Linked DNA regions of Mus musculus: region 2 is linked to region 1. Evidence: chromatin contacts called from public promoter capture Hi-C data. All regions are on one chromosome and are shown on one strand. The core of a region is the stretch at or near the end of the contact, and the rest is flanking DNA. Distances in the headings are between cores, read along the strand shown.

Evidence for each region. Promoter capture Hi-C pulls out the DNA fragments that hold promoters and counts their contacts.
Region 2: a promoter capture Hi-C map of the HPC-7 cell line shows a contact between it and region 1. The contact joins the promoter of Gid4 here to the promoter of Igtp in region 1. A contact is called at or near these places in 2 of 39 promoter capture datasets (the HPC-7 cell line and pre-B cells).

Annotation. Positions count from the first base shown.
Region 1 is chr11:58,196,922-58,204,801 of GRCm38.p6, forward strand. Igtp (interferon gamma induced GTPase) reads left to right here and starts at 2,635. Exons shown (of 3, transcript NM_018738.4): 1 at 2,635-2,858; 2 at 4,547-4,796. The coding sequence starts at 4,758.
Region 2 is chr11:60,413,486-60,421,365 of GRCm38.p6, forward strand. Gid4 (GID complex subunit 4, VID24 homolog) reads left to right here and starts at 3,660. Exons shown (of 6, transcript NM_025757.4): 1 at 3,660-4,359. The coding sequence starts at 4,171. Atpaf2 (ATP synthase mitochondrial F1 complex assembly factor 2) reads right to left here and starts at 3,549. Exons shown (of 8, transcript NM_145427.3): 1 at 3,266-3,549. The coding sequence starts at 3,425.

The DNA.
Region 1 (7,880 bases), core at 1,385-3,884:
GTAAATGGCTTCTTCAAGAACAGGCTACATGTGCTCTGCATACCCTGTGTCCACACGCTGCATCTGCTGAGTCCCTTTGCCATGGACTTTTATCTGGTGTCCAGTCCATAAATACACGCTGCCGTGCCAGCCAGGGTCCCTCTCAGAGATCACTGGCTATACTCATGGGAGGCATGCTTGAGTGGCGATAGCTCCCAAGGTGGAATGCTGGGATCATTAAAATGTAAGAATCTAAAACATCTTCCTGAACTTGGGGACCAACTCCACTTGGCTCATGCAGACACTACATTTAGAACAGGAAATGGAAACCCCTAGTGCCAGGGAACTGTGTGGGTAACTGTTTACAGCAGCATTCTTTCCTTAGGCTTTGAGGGGGAACAGAGAGGGGAAGAGAGGGGGCAGGGCCTCTAGTTGTTTCTAAAAAAAAAATCACATATACAGGAATTGGGGTGTGAACATGGGCCACAATTGTTCCCTTCTTTCCTCCCTCCCTTCCTCTCTCCCTCTCTCTCTTCCTTCCTTCTTTCCTTCCTTCCTCTCTTCTTTTCTTCCTTCTTTCCTTCCTTCCTCTCTCTTCTTTCCTTCCTTCTTTTCTTCCTTCCTTCTTTCCCCTTCCTTCCTTCCTTCCTTCCTTCCTTCCTTCCTTCCTTCCTTCCTTCCTTCCTTCCTTCCTTTCTCCCTCCCTCCCCCCCTCTCTCACTCTCTCTTTCCTTCCTTTGTTTTTGAAACAGGGTTTCCTTGTGTAGCTCTAGCTGTCCTGGAACTTGATCTGTAGACCAGGCTGACCTCGAACTCAAGAGATCCTCCTGCCTCTGCCTCCTGAGTGCCTGGTTTGTTTAGATTCTTACGAAACTGACATCTCCCTGTAGCCCAGCAGGGACAGGAGTCTGCTTCTTGTTCTTGCTCTGGTGACAGTCGGGAAGCAGAGGCCAGCTATAAAGGCAAAGGGTAGAAAAGAATACAGGTGGATAGTGGCAATCCTGCTGATGTCCCCTGATGTGGCGAATGTTCCTCACACAGGAGAGATCGTTGGGAAGTTCGCATGCACAGCAGTCACCTTTGGGTCTCAGGGACAGAGACAGCCTGGTCCTAGGGGTCTGTTATACCTTCTTTGTAAATCATCACCTGTGTATGCACACACATATGGAGGCTACAGGACAACTTTGTCTGTCTTTCCTCAGAGGTTCTCCACCTTGTTTATTGACACAAAGTCTCTCACTGTAACTGGGGCTTACCAAATAGTCTAGGCTGGCTGGCCATCAGCCTATCTCCGTACTGGAGTTACTAGTACATATCACCACGTCTAACTTTTGACATGGGATCTGGAGGATTGAACTCAGGTCCCTGTGTGTGCACTGTAAGCACCTTACTGACTTCATCTCCCCAGCCTGTCAATCATCTATTGACCAAGTTCATCGATCAGGAACACTCCTGTGCAAGGGCATCTTGCAGAGTGCTGCCTGCTGTCATTTTCTGAGCGAGAGAAGTCACAGGTGGCAGAGACACTTAAAAATGAGATGACTTAGCAGGTAAAAGCACTGACTGCTCTTCCGAAGGTCCTGAATTCAAATCCCAGCAACCACATGGTGGCTCACAACCATCTGTATTAAGATCTGATGCCCAGGCCGGGAGAGGTGGCCACGCCTTTAATCCCAGCACTTGGGAGGCAGAGGCAGGCGAATTTCTGAGCTCAAGGCCAGCCTGGTCTACAGAGTGAGTTCCAAGACAGTCAGAGCTATACAGAGAAATGTCCTGTAACTCCGGTTGCACGGGTTCCAACTCTCTGCTCCGACCTCCGAGGCTCATGCACATGCACACCTATTGAAGGGAGGGATGGGGGAGGGAGGGAGTCAGGATGTTAGGGACAGTGAGTGAAAATGAAAGACCAGGTCAGTAAATGGCCTGGGGTGGGGGGAGCCCTGGGGGCATGGACTGTGCAAATGAGCACACACTTCCCATCAGCCACTTACCCTGCTAAGCAATTACACAGGGAAACTAGCCCATTCCCCTCTACCTGGGCACTCAGTGGTCCAGGGCATCACTGTACACAAAAAAAAAAGGAGAGGGGGAGGGGGAGAGGGGGGAGGGGGAGGGGGGAGGGGGAGGGGGGGAGAGTGTTTATTTTTATTTTTTGGTTTTTGTTTTGCTTTGTTTTAAATATTTTTCCTGAACTCAAGAGAAACCGGTGGGCAGAAGGAGACCACTTAAAGGTGGCATATTCTGCCGCATACTTTGATCCTGGGGAGACGACAGAATTGGAACAGGGCAGAGTAGGTGGAATTTCTGCCCCTGAGCTGAGTGGGCGGGAAGGAGCGAGTAGACAATGAGAAGCGACAGAAGCCCCAAGGAGCAGCAATGAAGGGCGAGTAGTTCTCCAAGGACCAAGTTCGCTGGGTCTCAACATGGTGCCATCATTAAGAGGGGCTCCGGAAAGGAGGTAGCAGGGTCAGACAAGGCAGCTCTGACCGAAGTCTGAATGGCAGGCTTCACGGGCAGACTTCTGACCTCTATACCTGGAATCTGGCCCAGTTACCCCTCTCTTTGAAGAAGAACGTGGCCTCTGAGTGCTAACTCCCGAAAACTAGCCATTTCTAGGAACTGAAACTGAAAGCTGTTCGGGCATCAGGCCCCGCCCCTTGGGGAGGAGGCAGGCAGGGCTCACGCCTAGAAGTTGGGGACTTACATCTGGGCCAACATAGATAGAGCAGGGTCTGAGAGGAAACCTAGGAGCTCAGGCTGCCCTTCAGCTGCTCCTGCCTCTTCTAATCGCTCTTCCCCACAGGACCCTGCCCCACCACACTTCTCTCTCTCCTGACCGTCCTGAGCCTGGATTGCAGCTTTGTAAGGCTTCTGAGCAGGTAGGTGAGGGGCTCCTGCTTGGCCTATAAACCTGCTCAGGGCAGGGGAGTCTGGGGTCAGGTGTTCCTCTGGGGCACCCTGTGCAGCAGGCACCCTCCTGCACTGTCTTCAGGATCGGAGTGCATGGTGTCTGGCTGAATCAAGTCCTTCCAATTCACCAGAGAGAAGCAGTGTGCTTCTTTTTTTACCTGGGTATCCCTGGGTTTGTGGGTCTTCTGAGGGAGCCTAGTTAAGAGAAAACAGGTGGGATTTTACTCAAATTCTCTTGGCCACTACTTCGATGACCCCTCAGGGGCCAGAGTCCAGGATCAGAACAGCCCACAGGTAATATTGGAACATTCTGGAATTGTGTAATGTGCATCTGTTCTCCATGTGCGACACGCAGGGGCTAGAACTCTGGCTTGGAAGGCTGGGTTCATAAGGAAACTTTTTGTCTAACTCTGTTGGGCATTATCTATCTGCCTTGGAGACGCTGGTTCTTCATCTGCCAGCATTTAATTTAATCTTTTGGAAGAGAGTATAACAAAATGCAACCCGACGGAACATAGTAACATAGGCAACCAATGGGCTGCCACTTCCACTGTGTATGTGACCTTTTTTGTGCAGGTGTGTGTGAGACTATTGCATTTGTGTGTGGGCCCGAGTGTCTGCTTGCCAGTGTGTATGTGTGTATAATCCAGAGGCTGACATTAGGGTGTCTTCCTCAGTCACTCTCCAATTTATTTCATTTTATTGAAATAGAATCTCTCAGTGAACCTCTTGGCTAGACTGACTGGCTGGCCAGCAAGCCCTCTGGGATCCTCCTCTGGACCTCCACCTCTCCAGCTAGGGTATTTTAGGCATGAGTATTGAAACTGGCTTTTATGTGGATGCCAGGGGTTCAAACTCCTGCTTGTGAGGCCAGTGCTTTCTTCATTGAGGCATCTCTTTCCCCCCCTTTCCCCAGAGTATTTAGAGAGATCTGGATCTTTATGGAGAATTGTAGTCAGCTTTAGATCAACCAGAAGCGTGACCAGGAACTGCTTTGTATAATTCAAGATGTCTTTCTTCTCTCCTTTCTTCCTTTCTTTTCTTTTTTCTTTCCTTGTCTTTCTTTTTGTTGGTTTTTTTTTTTTCTTGAACAGTCCACGGGGGCTTTTTATTTATGTTTTACACCTCTATAAAAAGGTGGCACACGCCTTTAATTCCAGCACTTGGGAGGCAGAGGCAGGCGGATTTCTGAGTTCGAGGACAGCCAGGGCTACACAGAGAAACCCTGTCTCGAAAAACCAAAAAAAAAAAAAAAAAAAAAAAAGAATCCCGGGATTTCCCCCCTCTGTGTGTTTTCGTCTTGCTTCTTCATGGTCCAGTACGGTGAAGCCACACTGACAGGTGGGAGCAGGTCCGCACTTGTTCAGCCTGCCTTTGGGGCCCACAGTAGTCCCCAGCTCTGAGATCATCAATGATTTAAAATTCGCCAATGTAGCTTTGCTTCATCATCTCAGTTAGGACCTGAGCGATGCCTTGGCCCACGGCCCGACGAGTGCCTGGCATTTGCCTCTCTTCTCAGCTGTTCTTGAGAGCACCCGCCGGGGCATGCACACCACAAGCAAGCTCACGGAGAGATGGCAGAAAGAGCTCCTTGTGGTTTCTGACAATACATTTTCCTCATCTGTCATCAGTTGTTGTAAAATCGTTTTTCTAACAGGTTCTGAAGGAGAGTAAAGAGTGCAAGGCCTAGAGCAGACCCACAGAGTTCAGGCCCACAGACATAGACCTTCATACTCCATAAAGTTGAAGAGAGAAGAAAGAAGCCGAGGACCACCGGCCCAGCCATTTTAGCTGAGACTCCAGAGCGTTCACTCAGACAGCGGAGAGCTGTGGAGAGAGAGAGAGAGAGAGCAGGGCACACACGTCCCATGGATTTAGTCACAAAGTTGCCACAAAATATCTGGAAGGTGAGTAGCATGGCTTGCCTGATGTACCGATGAGAAAACTGAGACTTCAGAAACTGGTTGGGCTGGCAGGGAGTTGGATGAGGCTTCAAACACAGGTTGGGGCTCTTGGCTGAACTCCTCCGTTCTGAGCTTATGTCCAGGCCCAGCCACTGTGTGAGTGGCTGCAGACAGTGCTCTGGGGGGAGAGATGAACTCACTTCAGGAAGGGAACAAAGGGAGGAAACATCCCAGGAGAGAGGACTGAGGAGAGAGGCCACCCGGGACAGGAGGGGAGGCCACCGAGGAAAGGAGTAAAGAGAGACGCTAGCCCAGGAGAGAACTGGGTGGGGCCATCCCAGGGAACTAATCAACACTCAGAAGTTGTTCCCTGGAAGTGGTCCCACAGCTAGAACGGTGGCTTTTTGGTGCAGACACTGGGCTCTTCAGTGTAAGGATGGGAAAAGTATCCTTCATGGGATACAGGTACACACTACATGAATCAAAGAGATGGTCTTGAGTTTGGGAGGTTTTGTTTGTTTGTTTGTTTGTTTGTTTTATTTTGTTGTTTTCGAGACAGGGTCTCTCTGTGTAGCCCTGGCTGTCCTGGAACTCACTCTGTAGACCAGGCTGGCCTCGAACTCAGAAATCCACCTGCCTCAGCCTCCCAAATGCTGGGATTAAAGGTGTGTGCCACCACCTCCTGGCAAATTTAGGATTTATTTATTTATTTATTTATTTATTTATTTATTTATTTATTTATTTGAGGCAGGGTTTCTCTGTGTAGCCCTGACTGTCCTGGAACTCAGAGATTTGCCTGCTTCTGCTGGGATGAAGGGCGTTCACCACCACATCTGGCTGATGTGAAGTTTTGAAATGTTGGTGGTGATGCACACAGAAAGGGCTATTTTTTCTTTTTTTTCTTTTTGAGACAGGGTCTCACGAAGTCCAAGCTAGGCTCAAACTTACTGTGTAGGTGAGGATGCCTTTAATTTTCTTATCCTCTTGCTTCCAACTCCTAAATTCTGGGACTACAAGCTTAAGACACATGCCCGGTTTTCTGTGGTACTAGGGACTGAACCCAGCGCTTCGTGTGTGTTAGTCAAACACTCTTATCAACTGAGTAACACCTCTTGGGGTGTCTCCCTCTCCCCTCTCCCCTACCCCCTCTCCCCTCTTCCTCTCCCCGCCCCCTCTCTCTCAAGGAAATAAGAGGTTGTTTATTCTGGAGCGATTTTGAGTTTCCATGGCCTAGGAATAGAGATTTAAGTTACCCCACATTTATGTTCTAATGTGGAAGCTTCAGAAGGTTTTTATAGCTTTACACAACAACAAATCCTAAATCAAGGTAAATTTAAATATATCAGTAGACACATCAGAGAAGCAGAATGGGGGAAGCTTTTCTCTTTCTTTCTTTCTTTCTTTCTTTCTTTCTTTCTTTCTTTCTTTCTTTCTTTCTTTCTTTCTTTCTTTCTTTCTTTTTTTTTTAACGAGACAGGGTTTCTCTGTGTAGCCCTGGCTGTCCTGGAACTCATTCTGTAGACCAGGTTGGTCTCGAACTCAGAGATCCACCTGTCTCTGCCTCCCGAGTGCTGGGAGCCACCACGTCTGGCAGGGGAAGCTTTTCTATTGGCCCAAGATGCCATCTGATCTTTTTTTTTTTTTTTTTTAAGATTTATTTATTATATGTAAGTACACTGTAGCTGTCTTCAGACACACCAGAAGAGGTCGTCAGATCTCATTACGGGTGGTTGTGAGCCACCATGTAGTTGCTGGGAATTGAACTCGGGACCTTCAGAAGAACAGTCAGTGCTCTTACCCATTGAGCCATCTCGCCAGCCCGCCATCTGATCATTTTAATAGATAGAATTTTCCTTTTCTTAAGGAAATAAGAGATAGTTTGTTCTGGAGCCATTTTGATCATGGTTCTAGAAGACAGATTTAGGTTTCCACAAATTCTATGTTCCAACAATCCCTGTTAATGGTGGCATTGTGAAGAAGGCCTGTTGAAATAATTAATTGATAATTCCTGGCGTTATGTTCCAGAATGAAAGACACACACATAACCTTTGTGTTTTGTATTGTGCCTTACTCAGCACAATAGCTGGCCACTGCCTGACCTCCACTACTGATGGAATCTACCTTGTACAGAGAATTCCAAGAATTCTGTGTTCTGTTTTGTGCTCTGGACCCACTGGTCTGGGCTGCACTCTCCTGGTTCCTTCACATGGCATCCATACCTCTCTCGCCTGTACTTTTCTCTGACATGTCGTCTCTCCTTTCCTCGACACTCTCCCTTCTTCTTCCTCTCTCCTGATCCCAAGCCTGGGAAATTCCAAAAACCCACCTCTGTATGTCTTCCCAGCTACTGGCTGATGGAATTTTTATTTACCAGTCAGAACCAATTGGGGGCAAGTTCCTAGAAACCTGTAAGCAGTTTTGGGGACCCAAATTAACATTAGAGTACAAGCAGCATTAGGGCAAACCCACTACACAGGCCTGTTACCTAGGAATAGCAAGGGAGTCATGTATCTTCAATACAGCCCACTCGGTCACCTCACCCAATTCTCATTGCAACCGAGAGGCTCACAATGCTTGATCTCATGGTGAGGATTCAGCCAACCCGTTTGCAGAATAATCTGAATTCTTATATTAGTGTCATTATGTATATTATGTAGATATACATGTGGGCAAAACACACATACATACAAATCAATCTAAAAACCAAACAAGCAAAACGCCAGAATCATTAGGTTATTTGGGAAGTTTGATTTGACGTGTCTGCTGGAGTTGATGGGTCACAGGTATTTCCCATGTGGGTAGTTACTGGTAAATATCATTCCAAATTTCATAATTTGATTATAAACAATAAGTTTATCCAGGTTGGGGAGATGATTCAGTTAACAGAGTACACGAGGACCTGAGTTCACTCCCCAGAACCCACATGAGAAAAGCTGGGTGTAGTGGCATACATTTTTAATCCCAGTCAGTATTCAGAGGCAGAGGCAATCAGATTACTGAATTCCAGGACAGCCAAGGAGGCTACACAGAGAAATCCTGTCTTGAAAAACAAACAGAATGAAAAAAAAAAAAAAAAGACCATGGTCT
Region 2 (7,880 bases), core at 2,410-4,909, 2.2 Mb after region 1:
CCAAGGCCAGAAGGCATTTGATCCCCCGGGACTGAAGTTATGGATGGCTGTGAGCTGCATGTAGGTGCTGGGAACCAAACCCAGGTCCTCGGGAAGAGCAACCAGTGCTCTTAAGCCTGAGCCAGCACTCTATCCCCTACGGACTACTTTTTACCATGATAAAAATGTTCTTAAACTGACGGTGATGGTCATTCAAATTAGTGAATATATACTAGGGAATGTACTGTATGCTAAGTAAATTATATGTATTAGATTTTTAAAATTTTATCTCACCTGTGAGTGCTCTGTCTGACTGTATGTACATGTGCTATGTATGTGCTTTGTACCCACAGAGGTCAAGGTCAGAAGAGGGTATCTGATCCCATGGAACTGGAGTTACAGATGGCTGTGAGTCACTATATGGGTGCTGGGAACTGAACCCATTCCTCTGTAAAAGCAACAAGTGTTCTTAATCTCTGGGCCATCTCTCTAGCCCCTTAAGTAAATTATATCTTAATAAAGGTATTTAAAATTCTGCCAGGGTCAGAGAGATGGCTCCGTGGGTAAAGGTGCTTACAAGCAAGTCTGATTCCAAGTTTAATCTCCCAAGCCCATGTAAAGGTAGCAAGAGAGCACCAACTGTCAGAGGTTGTCCTCTCATCGCCACATGTACAGTGGCACATGGATGCCCAAATACATGCATACACAAATAAATATATGATAATAAAAAATTCTTGCAGCCAAATACATAAGTGCACTATTTTCCAAATTGCTTTTCATCTGGAGTGGAGGTCCATACCCTAGGCTGTTCTGGCCAATATAATGAAAGCAGACAATATGTATGAGTATGTGGCTTTGTTCCAATAAAACTCTACTTCAAAAGCAGATAGCCGTCTGGTCCCTGACACTCCTATGAGAATGGCAAAGCAGGTAACGTCTCTTAAGTGGCAGAAACTTGGAGAAGCTGCCTTGGACAGGAGGCAATTTGTAAATGGTAGGAACAGGACAGGACTTCAAGCTTTTATTTCTTTGGGAATTTACCTCATATGCTGCTTCTCCAAACTACATCCTCCTCTGGGCAGAAAACAGCAGGAGGGTGGCAATGGCCTCACAAAGGTCTCTGCACTGCAGGACCTCCTCCTCCAACCCCACAGCGAGCCCTTCCTTCAAAAGCCTCTCCTCTCCTGACAAGTTTCTATGGTGTAGCTGTTCCTAACATTGACAAGTGGATTCTTAAAGAAGAAGGACTTAATAATTTACATACTTCAAAGATACACAAAAATATCTCCCACCTGGGGAGGACAAAAAGAGCAAAGCATACCCTAGGGAGGCACGGCATAAACAAAGGAACACATTCAGGAGTTCACTAAATAGGCAAAGGGTCAATTTAAGCGCATGGATGCTTTTTGTTTTCCATTGTGGAGGTGCTTGATCTGCCATCTTTTCTTCTGTATTACAGACTTACCAGTTGGCTCTTAGCATTATTTAGCACATAGTAGGTAGTCAAAGGTGAAAGAAAATAGGAATGTATGAATGAATGGGGCACAGAGAGCTATCTGTAAGTCAAGCCCGTTCTCCTCCTCCCCATACCCCATGACCTCAAGTGATCCTATCTCAGGCTCCCAAGCAGCTGATACATGTGTGTGACGCTACTCTTAGCTTCTTCCTTTGTCTTTACTGGCTTTTTCTGCCCCACTTTTAGGCCTTCGTTTGTGTCCTGATAAGCAAAAATCAGCTCCCTGGTGCATCCACTCCCTTCCCCAGTTATATAAAATCATGGGCTATAGACCATTGAACGGCTCACCACGTATAGACGCTGACCACTAAACCCAACATCCTCAGTTCAGTCCCTCAAAGCCACAACCAAGTCCTGCTGGTTGTCCTCTGACCTCCATGTGCATGCCAAGTGCACACACAGATATATACACACTAAATGAAACAAGAAATTATGGGATTTACAGCCTAAAGAATTCTTAAAGGCAATCTCATGCTTCAGATCACCAAAGAAAGCAACATCATACATGCCCAAGACCACAGTACCTCAGAGATTTTGCCAACAACAGACCCCAGGTTTGTACTCTTATGCCAATTGCCAAACTGCCTATGGAATTGTTGCCTAATGAGGGCAGTGTTGCAGCAAGACCTCTAACACCCAGTCATCACCTCTGGACATGTTACACCCCCTTTCTCCCCCATCAAACTCTTACTCATCTCTCAAGCCCCAGTTTAAATGCCCTTTCAATCACCCTGTACACGCTCATCCTTGTGATTTCTTAAGTCCTTCATAGTTCCCATATCACAATATATTGCAAACTATTGTTTCGTAAGCATAATGAATCCTGCATCTGATGTTGAGAATCATTCAGGTGAGACCACATGCCCTCAACACAAAACAACTAACTGAATTTAGAGAGGTCATCACTACTTTTCATTCACTGAAGTGAACCTCACTTGTAGCAATCTCTCTTTCAGAAGCAATGAAATAACCTTCTTTCAGTCTTATTACAGTCCTTAGTAGGTCAAAGAAGCCTGGCATAAACTCCCACTTAGAGAAAGCTGCAGAGAATGCAGAGGCTGTGGCACTGCACTAGGACAGAGGGCCCGCAAACCCCTAAGGAAGTGTGCTGTGTGTGGTGGAAGACTTAAGGCCTGCCTCTGTGCCAAGTCTTCTGCTGGGTCCTGAGGACACAACACAGTCATGAGGACACAACACAGTCAGGTCAGTCTTTGCCTTCCATAGCCTCAACCAGTCTGCTCTGTGACCTTGGATGTCCTGATTGAAAGCCCAAATTTTCCTTTCTGAATCCAACTAAGACACCTGCTCCCCTTTAAAAGGAAAAACAAACAAACAAACAAACAAGCAAACAAAAAAACCCTGAAGCTGGGAGGTGGTGGTGGTGGTGGTAGTGGTGGTAGCACTCAGGAACTAGAGACAGGAGGATCTCTGAGTACGAGGCCAGCCTGGTCTATAGAGTGAGTTCCAGAGCAGCCAGGGTTACACAGAAAAATCCTATCCCCGAAAAAATAAAAAGAAAAGAAAAAATAAAGGAAATTGAGAAAAGCCTCAAGAGCCAAATATCTCGTGTCCTGGGCACGCTGTGTCCCCTAAAGTCACCCTCGCACTTGTTTGGATGTCATTTTTCAAATTGAAACAGAACTCTGTTGCTCTAAATATTCGCATAGGCCTGAACCCTGCCTGTCACCCCGCATTGCACGTCAGAAACCTTCCTCCAGGTGAGCCCGACTTGGCTCCTGACCAAAAAGTCACATTATGTCCGGGCCTCACCTGTTGGCGGGACATAGGCCCGGGCCGGAGGCTGCGGAGCTGGCCCCGGCCATACTGAGACGGTGGGGTCACTGAGACGCCGGTCCAAGAGACCGCGCCACCGGTCCCTCAGCCGGGGGTAGATTCGCCACATCCTGCCCAAGGACCTGGGTGGACACATGCGTGGAAACAGAGTACAGGAAAAGAGCGAAGAGAACCCCACACCCCTCGCTGGTTCTGTACGGAAACCTCTCACCAAGGGTTCATAGCCCTCAGCCTCCTCAGCACGCCGCCATCTTCCTCATGACACCTACGGCGCGCCGTCGCAGCCGTGCGCCCCGCTGCGCGCCACTCCCGCCCCCGTCAATCAGCATCATAAACGTGCTCGCCACGCCCCCTCCATGCCGCGCCACGGGAAGAAAACTACAAGTCCCAGAGGGCCGTTCGCGCTCTGCGCCACGTGCTTTCTCTGTCCGCCAATGGGCGGAAGCGCCGCGTGAGCTTGCTCCCGCCTCTCCAGCGCGCCCGCGCCAATTGGAAGCTGCAGAGTGTGTGTGTGTTTGTGTGTGTGTGAGCGCGCGCGTGTGTGTGTGAGCGCGTGTGTATGAGTGAGTGAGTGTGTATGCGCGTGTGTGTGTGTGTGCGTGCGTGCGTGTGTGTGTGTGTGTGTGTGTGTGTGTGTGTGTGTGTGTACCCGCGAGGGCAAGTGGGAAGGGAGACCCAGCTCAGGTCTGGGAGGCCCTGCTTGCAGGTCTCCGGGTCCAGGTGGCAACACGAGCGCTTGGTCTGGCCTCAGCGGGCGGGTGGTTCCCCGGCCCCTCCCCCGCGCGTGCGCGCCCGGGTCCGCCCTCCCCGCAGCTTCGGCTCCCGCGCGGCGGCGGCGGTTCCTTCCCCCTCCCCCAGCCCTGGCTCCGGGGGACCCCGCGATGCCGGTCCGCACCGAGTGTCCCCCGCCGGCGGGTGCCTCAACCACATCCGCGGCCTCACTCATCCCGCCGCCGCCCATCAACACCCAGCAGCCCGGCGTGGCCACCAGCTTGCTCTACAGCGGCTCCAAGTTCCGTGGCCACCAGAAGAGCAAGGGGAACTCGTACGACGTAGAGGTGGTGCTGCAGGTGAGCGCCAGGCGGCAAGGCCGGGCCCGAGGGCCTCCTCGCGGCGCTCACGGGCCGGGCCTGCCCTGGGCTCCTCGAGCCCTCAGCCGCGGACCAGGCCCTCTCACTGCCGGGGCCTCCTGCACCCGGCGCCTCCCACCGGGACCTGCCCAGCTGATGTCACACTCTCGAACCCTACCCCTAGCCCACCCCTAGACTCAGAGCCTGTAGTGGCCAGTCTCCGACAGACCCCGAAGACTGTCCCACACTTAGAGCCTTTGACTCGCCGGCTTGGGCATCCGGAAGCTCCCCCATGACTAGCCGTCCTTTAGCCTGAGTCGGTTCTTCCCAAGTCCTGTCCTCCCTACACCAGCCAGCCCTCCCACCAGTCCCTGTCGGATCCTGAAAAACTCTCCATTGGCTGCCCCAAACTCAGTACCTCTCGATAGCGGCCAGTGTCACATTCTCCCGGAATGAAGCTTTTCCTCTGACCCCAACTCCATCCTGAGTGCCAGGGACATTGCTCCTTAGGAGAACTCAGTCAGCCCACTGCTGACGGGGGAGAGGTGGCCAACCTCCCTCCATTGGCTGAGACAACCCACAGAGGTTGAGGCTCCCCAAAGACCAGGGAGCCTCACACCCAAATATCTCCAGTTGCACCACTTAGTGTTAAGACCTTGTCTCGTGGGGCCTTCCAGTACCAAAACCCGGCGTCAGTCAGTTCATAGGCATCCGCTGCTACACTTTGCTTCCTGTCCCAGGCTTCTTACCCTACCCTGCTGTGGCTCCTTCCCATCCCTGGCAGTCCCCCTGGCCTCTCCCCAGACCTCGCACCTTGATCTAGCTGGTTGCTATTGCTGGCTGTAGTGTTGCTGATTGTTATCTGCATAGCTCCAGAGTTTCCTCCGAGCCTCAGATGCCTAAGTACTGGGAAATCTAACACAGTTTTGTTTTGTGTCCACTTACCTCCCCCTATTTGACCTGGATATCTGAGTACTGGCTGGTGGCTGCCAGTCCCTGAACAACTTTGAAACTTCAGCTTCATCTTCTCTGGGCCTTTCTTTTCCAGAACTCCACCTCTTTCTCTCCCCCTTGAAGCTTTTCCCAACTGAAGGAGATTGGTGGGAGTAGATATTTCTCTTTTATCTATCTCCCCTCTCCACAATACTCTTCTTTCTAGGTATTAAACTGTCTGCCAGAAGACCAATTCCCTGTCCCACCTTGTGTGCTTTCTCCTAATGCCACCTCCTAGGTAGTTCCCCAAGTCTTGTTCCTTGAAAGCCAGAGGTTTAGAGGTGCATACTGCCCCAGGGCCCGGGGAGATGTATATTGAACATGTACAGCATCCACCACCCTTGGTTCTAATTTCCCATCTCAGATTCTTTTGAGCAAATAGATCTCCCACTCCAAAGACTCGAGAGTGTCTCTGCTTTCTAACTGCAGCACACTCATCAGCTCTTTTCTTTCCTACCATTTGTAGAAATAGTTCTCTCAGCTTTGAGATTGGGAAAACCATACTCTTATTAAATGTAATTTTTCCCCATAAAGCTCTATCATGAAGTATGGTATTTATTGTCATTGGAAAGCTGTGACTGAGTTATTTCAAGTCTTGTTACCTACTGTGATAATCATTTTTTTTCCTCCTTAAGATGTGATACTATAGTATGAAAAAAATTAGGCTTTTTGTTTTTTTAATTCATTCAATCATAAAATTCTGGAAGTGAGTTCTCTACATGGATCATGTTTAGAGTGGCCCTGAATTTATGCCCATTTACTGATTTCTGATGTAATAGGTTCATAGCTGCCAGAGCAACTAGGTTTCAAAGGGAAGTCTGTTCCTATCATTTGTCTGTTGTTCCCTGCCTCGACAGGGGCCTTGTGAATCAGTGGAAATAGTGATTGAGTTAGAGGCATGGTTGGTAGGTGTCGGGTAGCCCATATCCTTCCGTGGAATGCCGAGTGGTGGGAATGGTTGGTGGTCGTGCCACGGAATGCTCCCCTACATCTCTGCCAGTGAGCTTGTTACTGTGATCAGGTAGGGGCATAGGAACTGTTATGTTAATTGGTCTTCTCTAGACTCAGCCCTCTGAGAAAAGTTCTGTCTTTCATAATTCAACTTCTTTCCTGCTTTTCTTGTTTGACTTAAACTATTTTTAGGAAGCAGAATATTGTTGCAGTTAAAGGCATGGACTCTGAAGTCAAATCAATGAAAGTATACCTGCTTGTTTGGCCTAAGTACTTTTGCTAAGATACACTCCACATACCATACTGTTTACCTATTCAAGGTGTACCCTTAATGATTTTTAGGATATTCACAAAGTTATACAACTATCACCAGATTTTAGAACATTTATATTGCCCCAAAAGAAACCTTTGTACACCTCAGCCATCACACTTACCAATCCTAGGCTAATCTTTTTCTGCAGATTTACCTATTCTGAGACCAGATTTGGTAGTATTCACTTGTAATTCCAAAATTCAGAACCTGAGGCCAGAATCTGGGCTGCAGAATGAGACCCATCCTCAAAAAAACAAAAAAAAAAAACCCAAAAACTTAGGTTCATCTTCTACCTGTCCCGCACATGTTGTATAAATAGGGTCACATAGTTTTCCTTTCATGACCTGCTTCTTTACATAGCATATATTCAGGGCTCATCCATGTCTCAGCACATGTCAGTACTTCATTCCATTCTGTTGTTGCTCTTTGTAAACGTTGCCTATATTTTGTCTAGCCATTGATCAGCTGATAGACTTTTAGGTTATTTCTACTTTGGGGCTATTATCATTAATGCTGTTGTGAAATTCATATACAGATTTTTGGTTTGGTGGTGTGCATCTCTGTATATTGCCTAGGTTAGCTTTGAACCCCTAACTCCAAGTGACCTTCCTACTTTCCCTGTCCCAAGTACTAGGACTATATGTATGTACTATCAGCTGTATGCAAGTTTTTATGTGCACATGGTTTTGTTTCTCTTGAATAAATATAGATAACCTAGAGATAGAGTTGCCGGGGTTTATAGAATCTTTAGGTTTAATACTTTAGCAAACTACCAGTGGTTTTAAAGGTAGTTACACCATTTTATATTTCCTCTGACAGTATATGAGGGCTCCAACTTCTTCACACTTTACAAACTTGTTTGATTATAGTCATCTCAGTGGGTATGAAATGGTATCTCATGGTCTTAATAGAAATTCCTCAAAAGATGCTGTATCTTTTCCTGTATTTTCAGAACAGTGGGGTATGTACACATGCCTGTGAGTGCACAAGTGCTTACATACCTGGAGATGGGAGGTCTATATTAGGTGCCTTCCTCTATTGCTTTCCACCTTATTTTTTGAGACAGGGTCTCTCAGTGAACCTGAACTCACTGATGGGCTAGACTAACTGCCAGGGAATTCCAGGGACTGACCTGTCTGAGCCTCCCCAGCACTGGGGTTCAGATGTGCCCCACCTCACCTGGCTCTTTTGTATACTTGAAGTCCAAATTCAGAGTCTCATACTTGCATAACAAGCACTTTAACAACGGAGTCATCTCAACAAC